Regions from separate parts of the Hordeum vulgare genome. Here region 1 is linked to region 2. The links are chromatin contacts, called in public Hi-C maps. All regions are on one chromosome and are shown on one strand. The core of a region is the stretch at or near the end of the contact, and the rest is flanking DNA. Distances in the headings are between cores, read along the strand shown.

Region 1 (3,714 bases), core at 1,082-3,581, 370 kb after region 2:
GAACCCCGTTCAAGAGGACATGAGAATGGTAGGATACATCTTAGAAACATTCCAAAAAGTAACTGGCCTACAAACTAATTTTGCGAAGAGTGATGCGCTGCCAATTCGTTGTGATGGGATTGACCTCCAACAAGTGTTGCTACCACTGGGTGTCCCCATTAGCACCTTCCCTTGCACCTACCTTGAGATGACACTATCCATCAAGAAGCTTCAGAAGATTCATTATCTTAACATCATGTCCAAGTTTGACAACAAAATGGTGGACTGGAAAGGCAAACTCATGTCCAAGGGTGATAGGCTATTACTCGCGAGAGCGGTCCTACAGTGTCTATTGGTATATATGCTCTCATCACATAAACCTCCAAAGTGGCTTCTAAAATGGTTTGATCAGCGCACAAGAGCTTGGTTTTGGTGTGTGGAAGACAAATGCAATGGACGACAATGGAGGGTAAAATAGGAGGTTATCTGCCACCCCCAACCAGTTGGGAGGTCTTGGGCTGCTTGACATGGATACATTTGCGCTTGCGCTCAGAATAAGATGGATTTAGCTAAGATGGTCCGCCGCAAATATTCCGATTGTTGGCGCGGGTGGGCCCTGTGATGATAAGGATTTTGTGATCTTTGTCGGCGCTACAAAAATAAACATCAGGGACGGAAAAACTGCGCTATTCTGGAAGAATGCTTGGCTTCACGGGATGGCGCCAAGGGATATTGCACCAGCGCTGTTTGAGGGCTCATGCAGAAAAGGAAGAAGTGTCTATGATGCGTATTTACAGTATAATTGGCTTCATGATCTGTAGTGCCAATGGAGTGATGACATGATTGATGAGCTCGCTGAGCTCTCCGCTCTTTTGGAACAAATACAACTGAACCCAATGGTAAACGACTCCGTCATGTGGCAGTTGACAACTGATGGAACATACTCCTTCAGATCATCCTACCATTTTCAATTCGAAGGTCTGACTAACTATCAACTATACACCACTGTATGGCGGACTTAGGCGCCTACCAAGTGCAAGATTTTTCTATGGATGGCCATGCAAAACAAGATCCTCACTACGGATGTGCTGCTTCTGAGAGGATGGGAAAATAATTACTTCTGCACATTATGCATCCGCTGCCTTGAGACGACCACCCATCTTCTCTCAGAATGCCTTTGGTCGAGGAAGGTCTGGGATGCCATGGCCGTCACAACAGGCATGCCATCCTTATAATCAGCAACTTCGAAATGCTGAGGGATCTCTCAGTGAGTGGCTTGAGTGTATAAGTTCAAAAGGCTAGGACGCAAGACGAAGGAAAGGGGCAAAGGCACTCGCAATGATGATCTGCTAGTAACTATGGGTGAAACGTAATCGCGGGATTTTCACAAGGAGAAACCGGTAGCAATGCTTGTTAATGGAATAAGAGATGAAGCTGCCACTTGGTAACTGGCAGGATGCCCAATACCTTTTGATCCGAGCTAAAACCTTAGACTCGGCTCTCTAGGTTGCCTCACAAAGCCGACAGCAGTTGTATTTTACAATTTTTTTCCTTGATCTATGACCTCATGTTGTATTTGGCCGTCGGCCTTTCTTCTACTTAATAAAATCACAGCAACTCTTCTACTGCCTTTTTTCTTTTAAAAAAATAGGATGTTGTTCCATGGAAACAGTGGATGGACAGTTGAATTTAATGGCTTAATGAAATCACAGCAACTCTTCTACTCCCTCCATCACATTATATTGGACGTATCTCAGAGGGCTTCTCGGACATAAATGTTTTTCTATTGATAGGAAAAACCGAGCCGGCGAGCTGTAAAAAGCGCCTAATTAATCACAAGACTGATGCATTAGTACCCCGTCCACTAAACGAACGACTTCCTTGCATGCATTGATGGAGACGGTTTTTAAAATACCCCAATTAATAGGCTAATTAATGCAATGCGCCTTATTTCCTTTTAATTATGAAAAATTATCGTTTTGAAGATACGCTCAATATACTGTGACGGAGGAAGTACTGTCTTAAAAAAAAGGCTGTTGTTTCATGGAAACAGTGGATGGGCAGTTGAATTTAATGGTTCCATATGAAAATCACAAGCCAAGCGCACATCTTGGTGGTCCACACAGGCACAGTACCAGTAGATGCCACCCGGTCGCCCCTTTGTCCATTCCCTCACGAAGCCTACGGGCGCGCCACCGGCAGCCAGGCATGCATCTCGCAGAGCGAACGAGGGGAGAGCGACTCGTGAACGGGAGCGTCCGTGCGAGCCAAAGAGAGGGTGGGACAGCGACGGCGATACATGGCAGCGGGAGCCTGTCCGCCTCTCCGTGTCTGTGCACGATAAAAAGAGCTCTGGTCTGCCGCGAGGGGCCGCGGCACGTACTACGCTACTTGTCCCTTGAATCTTTTCCCACGGTGTCCATACGCGCGTCTTCTTCTGCCCGCCCCCTTTGCGTGACGCTCGTATTTCCGCTGGGTTTTGTGGTGAAGCGTACGGCGGCGAGGTGGAAGCGGAATCGTCCTTCCGCATCTTGGCTGGAGCGGACCGCTTTCTTTCAAATCGGCGCAGCGGATCGGGATAGACATTCTCGGCGCTCATGATTCAGGGCATGGACTTGCGCCTTGTACAGCAAGAGCAGCATCCAATGGCGCACCCCCACGGGTTCGATCGAGGGTGCTGCTGTGACATTGGGCTGGCTTGCCGACGAAAACGTTTACTTTTCTCTGCGTCTACGTTGTTTCCTCACATCCTCGAGTCCTCACACGAGGCCTGTTACCGTACCAATTATTAGTACGGTTATATATATGGAGAAATGTATAAATCCGATGTTTGATCATACTTGCTTTGCTTGTGCGTCGTAGTCATGCATATGTCGGGCACATACTTAGAGCAAGTCCAACGACTGATCCAAACAAACGGTGATTTTATCCGGTTTTGTTCGTTTGGGTCGGTCAGACGGACATAAACGTCGACTTTTGCGTTTGGGTCAGCGCATGCGTCCATCGCTGACCCGACCCATTTTAACGACGCGAGAAAGAAAATGCATGCACATTTAAAATAATAATAACATTAATTAAACATTAAAGCCGACCACAAAGACCGACGAGAATCCACACGTTCATATTTGCATTTAACAAAATTAAAAACAACCTAAACTACGAGTAGACGCGCTGCCCTAGGCCTCGTGGTCGTCGTCCTGGAGGTCCGTGAAGTCGATGAGCATCGGCGGAAGTCCGTCCCAGGGGAACGTCGTGTTCCACAAGGCGTTCATATCGGGCGCGGGCTATTCCGCGGCCTGGCGCACCTCCTCCTCGGTGTCGTGCTCGAGCATCTCGAGGTACTCGCCGTGGCGGCACTCCTCGACCAGTCGTTGCTTGCGTCGATGTTCGAGTATGCCGCCTCCTGCGCTGGCGTCGCCCCAACCCGGACCGGTGGTGCACTGACCCACTCGTGCACTACTCCCGTCCAGGAGTAGCGCTCGATCGGCTCAGGCTCCGGCTCGTCTTTGGCAAGGGACGGCGGGGTGGTGTCAGCGCCACTCCGCCTGGTGCACTGGCACGTTGACGCGCTGCCTCGGCTCGCGAGCTGACGCCGACAAAGGCGAGAGGAACTCCGAGGGAAAAGGATTGACGGGGGACTTACCCTTGCCCTTGCTGCCATTGGCGCCGGAGAAGAGCCCATCCAGCACGGCTGGGATGTATAGCGTTTGCCGGCGACGGGGGAGCGAGTGTGCC
Region 2 (3,714 bases), core at 714-3,213:
CAAAGAACATCATTCAAACGCTTCAGATTCAGGCCGGGTACTAAATCGAGCGCCTCACTGAATTATGAGCCTGCTTACCCTAGAACTAGGAACTAGGGAGACGTACACGCACGCACGCACGCACGTACGTATAGGCAAAGAGAGACGAAATTGAGTTGAGAGACAAGACTTTTCATAGGCGCCGCACCGGCCGCGTGTGAGAAAACTTGCACCGAAACAAAGCGGCAAAGAGCAGCTACAGCTACACTGTTTGCTGTTGCTGTATGTGTATGCTACTGTTACCGTGCGTTTCCCGTGACGCTCTCTCTTTCCCTGCCGGCCGATTGAGATCTATCCGTCCGTCGTCCCAAAAAGCTGCCCTGCACGGGGATTTCCATGGCCTATTCATTGCCGCGCAACATTTCGGTGCAAACAACCTCCGTCCACGCGCCTATCCACTGATGACGACCATGTTGCTCAACTACGTACGAGTACGAGTACGAACGAACCCAGCAGCCGCGCGCGAGCGTCAAAGGCGATCAGCTCCTCGCGACGGAGGCAATCACGAGCTGCTGATTCGCCGCGGCTGTACCATGCAGATGCAGGGCCAGGGCCATGCCCATGCCTCGTGCTGCTACGATCGACCGCTACAGCTAGGTCTCTCGTGATTTCTTGGGTCCTGGGTCACTCAGATCTGCGTCTGCCTCGCAGGAGGTGTCGCCGATCGTGAGAAAGATTATGTCAGAGTTTACGCCAGACGGGCAGCGTCATGTGCAGATCGATTGGACTCTATAGACTTTATCCCTTTCTTTCATTCTCCCCCCCCCCCCCCCCCCCCCCGCATACGGTTAACCGAGCTTAATTATGCGTATACCGTGGAGGTGGAGCTAGGGCTAGTGAGAGAGACTGTGAGAGAATGCAGGGCAGTACCTTCACCTTCCGCCTGCCGTGGGAGCTCTTGGTCGCTGCGGCTGCCGACGTCCTCTTGCTGTGGCCCTCTGCCGACGCCGACGACTTGCTGTTCTCGGACCCGACCGCAGCGGAAGAATCGTCCGTCGTCACCGCGCTGCAAACCTCATCGCCCACGATGTTGTTCTTCTTCTTGTTCTTGTCGTTGTCGTGCTGCTGCTTCACATCTTTCTCTTCCGACGACGACGACAGCCCTTTCGTCTCGCCCTTGCCTTCTGGTAATTCCATGTCCATCTCTGCTGGTGGTTCCGTTTCCACGGTCGTCTTCTCGTCGTCGCCATGGTGATGGTGGGTTTCGCAACCGTCTGGCGCTGGCGCTGGGCTCAGCACCGTCGTCGGCTCGTCGGCGAACTCGGCGAGGAGCTCGGTCGGGTCGACCTCGAGGTCGGGGAGGATGTCGTCGTCGCCGTCGTCGACGTGGAAGAAGGGCATGTCGCACGCGCTGAAGTCGATGTAGTCCAGCAGGAAGTCGTCGTCCTCCACGGTGGCCTCCGGGAACCCGACATCGACATGGTGGTCGCCGAGGCTGAATATGGCCGGACTAGGGCTTTGCAGCGTGGCCACCTCAAGCATCCCAATCTCGGCGTACGTAGCTTGCAGGATCGGCAGAGATGGGAACGAATTGACTTGGAAGTAATCTTTGCACCAAACACCACTCTAAATCTCAGCTGACTTGACGATGGCAGCGATCTTGATCGATGGGTAGATGGAGCTACGGGCTATATAGCGACTCGGTTATGAACCTGGGCTTGGTGTGGTAGCAAGATCGGCAGTGCAGTGCATGAGCAGCAGGCAGGCGCAGGCCAGGTAGAGCTCTCTCCAATGGAGATCTCTAATGGATAGGAGGGAGAAGGGAGGAGAGAGGGATGGGGAAGGAGGTTGAGGCTAGTTTGGTGGTGATTTGGGAGTATTAGAGAGCGAGGAGGACGCATGTCCACCACAAACCTCCTTGAGATTTCTCTCTCCACCCTTTATAGGGTCTCTCTCGCTCTCTGCCTCATTTCTCTCTCATAGTCATAGGGTTCTTCCCCCTCCCCTCTCTAACACACACGCACACATCACACTGCTCTGTACATTATACACCGACTGCCACCGAATTGTATGCATGGATGGCACATGACACCAAGACTCCGAGTATTTATCTGTTTCACCTTATCTCACTGACCTGCACGCTGAGAGGGTGTTTGTTTCCAGGGACTTATTGGTTTTGGGACTTAAAAAAGTTCCTATAAGTCCCACCTAAACCAAACACAAGAGACTTATTGGGACTTATTATGATGATTTGGGACTTATCAAATAAGACTCTCTAGTAGGAGCTTATTGGGACTTATTGCTCGTTAGCCCGCGGAAAAAGTCTCCCGCATCGATCGAGTGGCCGCCGCCCTACCCCTCGTCGCTCGCAGGCCCCAGTCGCCGCCGCCCCACCGCCACGTCGCTGCCCGCCCCGTCGCCACCCGGTCCGTCGCCGCCCCGCCCCGTCGCCGCCCGCCCCGTCGCCGCCCCGCCCCGTCGCCGCCCCGCCCGTCGCCGCCCGGTCGTCCCGTTTTCTGCCTCGGTTCGTCCCCCCCCCGCCGCCCCGTTTCTGCGTTGGTTCTCCCCCCCGTCGCCCCGTTTCTGCATCGCTGGAGTTTTCTGGTCCGCATGGTTATGTGAACAAGTGTATTTTATTAGGTGCAACATGAACTTATAAGTCCCTGTAAACAAACAGGTAGGGACTCGGGACTTATAAATCCCTGTAAACAAACAGGTAGGGACTTATGACTTATAAGTTGAGACTTAAAAAAGTCCTAGGACTTATGAAACAAACAGGGCCTGAATTCGACCCAGAAATAATTCTCTTATACATGCATGGCGGTCCAGTAATAGGATAGATGGTTAGATATCTAGGTCTATTTTATAGCCGGTTGTGGCATTTTTATTATCCCTATGAGGATGTCTTTATTATTTTGGAGCTTGTTTCGAACCTCTGAATGTTTATTTTCGATTGCTTAAATAAAGTGGTTGCGTGCATCGTTTTGATGCAGAGGCCGGAGGAAACCTCCTTTTCTAAAAAAAAACATGCATATGCATGCTATATGGTGTTGGCGGATTATTCGTCCACTATATTCTACTCTCTACACAACTTATTGAAGCAAATTGCAAGAAACCATCACATTAAAGACTAGATTAGTAGAAAACACGAGTCTACATTTTCTTTGCAGAAAGCATTGTGTCTACTGTAATCATTTTATAAATAACAATAATCGGCGGCTTTGGTTTGTTTGAGTACGTTTATGACAGATGGGGATGGCTGGTAAGGACGACATGGCACCGCTTAACACCTCACATGTAACAACGACGTTTGTTAACATTGTCATGTTTTGTGGAGCCGTAAGGGGTCCATCTGTCATTGGAAGAAAAAAGAAAAAAACTGCTTTTTTGCTTGCCTTACCTTCACCAACGGACCACCTCGCCGCCACCCGTCCCATCCCAGGACAAGGCAGAGGCCACCGCCGTCGTTGCCGCGTCAAGGGTCTGAACATACAAGGCCTTGCTCGGGACTGAACGATAACCTCGGGCAAGGCCTTACTCAGACTGATCCCCACGTGACCGTCCCCGTCCTCGCGTTGTGCATGCCGTGTCCACAGCTCGTTGTGTGCGAGGCCTGCCTCCCGTCCCGCTCCCGGCTGAGGCTGAGGCCGCACCACCGTTGCCACGCCAACGGCCTGAACAACGGCATCAGGCAAGGCCTTGCTTAGGCTAATCACCATCTGACCGTTGCTCAGT

Evidence for each region. Hi-C and Micro-C count contacts between places; a contact is called where the count stands out from the background.
Region 1: a Hi-C map of leaf shows a contact between it and region 2, with 4 times the contacts expected there. The contact joins the enhancer-like site here to the promoter of LOC123443300 in region 2. A contact is called at or near these places in 3 of 6 Hi-C or Micro-C datasets (leaf and seedling).

What each region holds. Positions count from the first base shown.
Region 1 is chr3H:147,374,895-147,378,608 of MorexV3_pseudomolecules_assembly, forward strand. No RefSeq gene overlaps it. Among protein-coding and RNA genes, the nearest start is that of LOC123443300, 370 kb to the left of the region's middle. Within about 2 kb of position 2,332, at least 3 of the 3 cell types and tissues checked have open chromatin away from gene starts, as enhancers often do. A contact at or near this core is called in leaf and seedling, where this site is marked.
Region 2 is chr3H:147,001,050-147,004,763 of MorexV3_pseudomolecules_assembly, forward strand. LOC123443300 (probable transcription factor GLK2) reads right to left here and starts at 1,964. Exons shown (of 6, transcript XM_045119637.1): 1 at 916-1,964. The coding sequence starts at 1,521.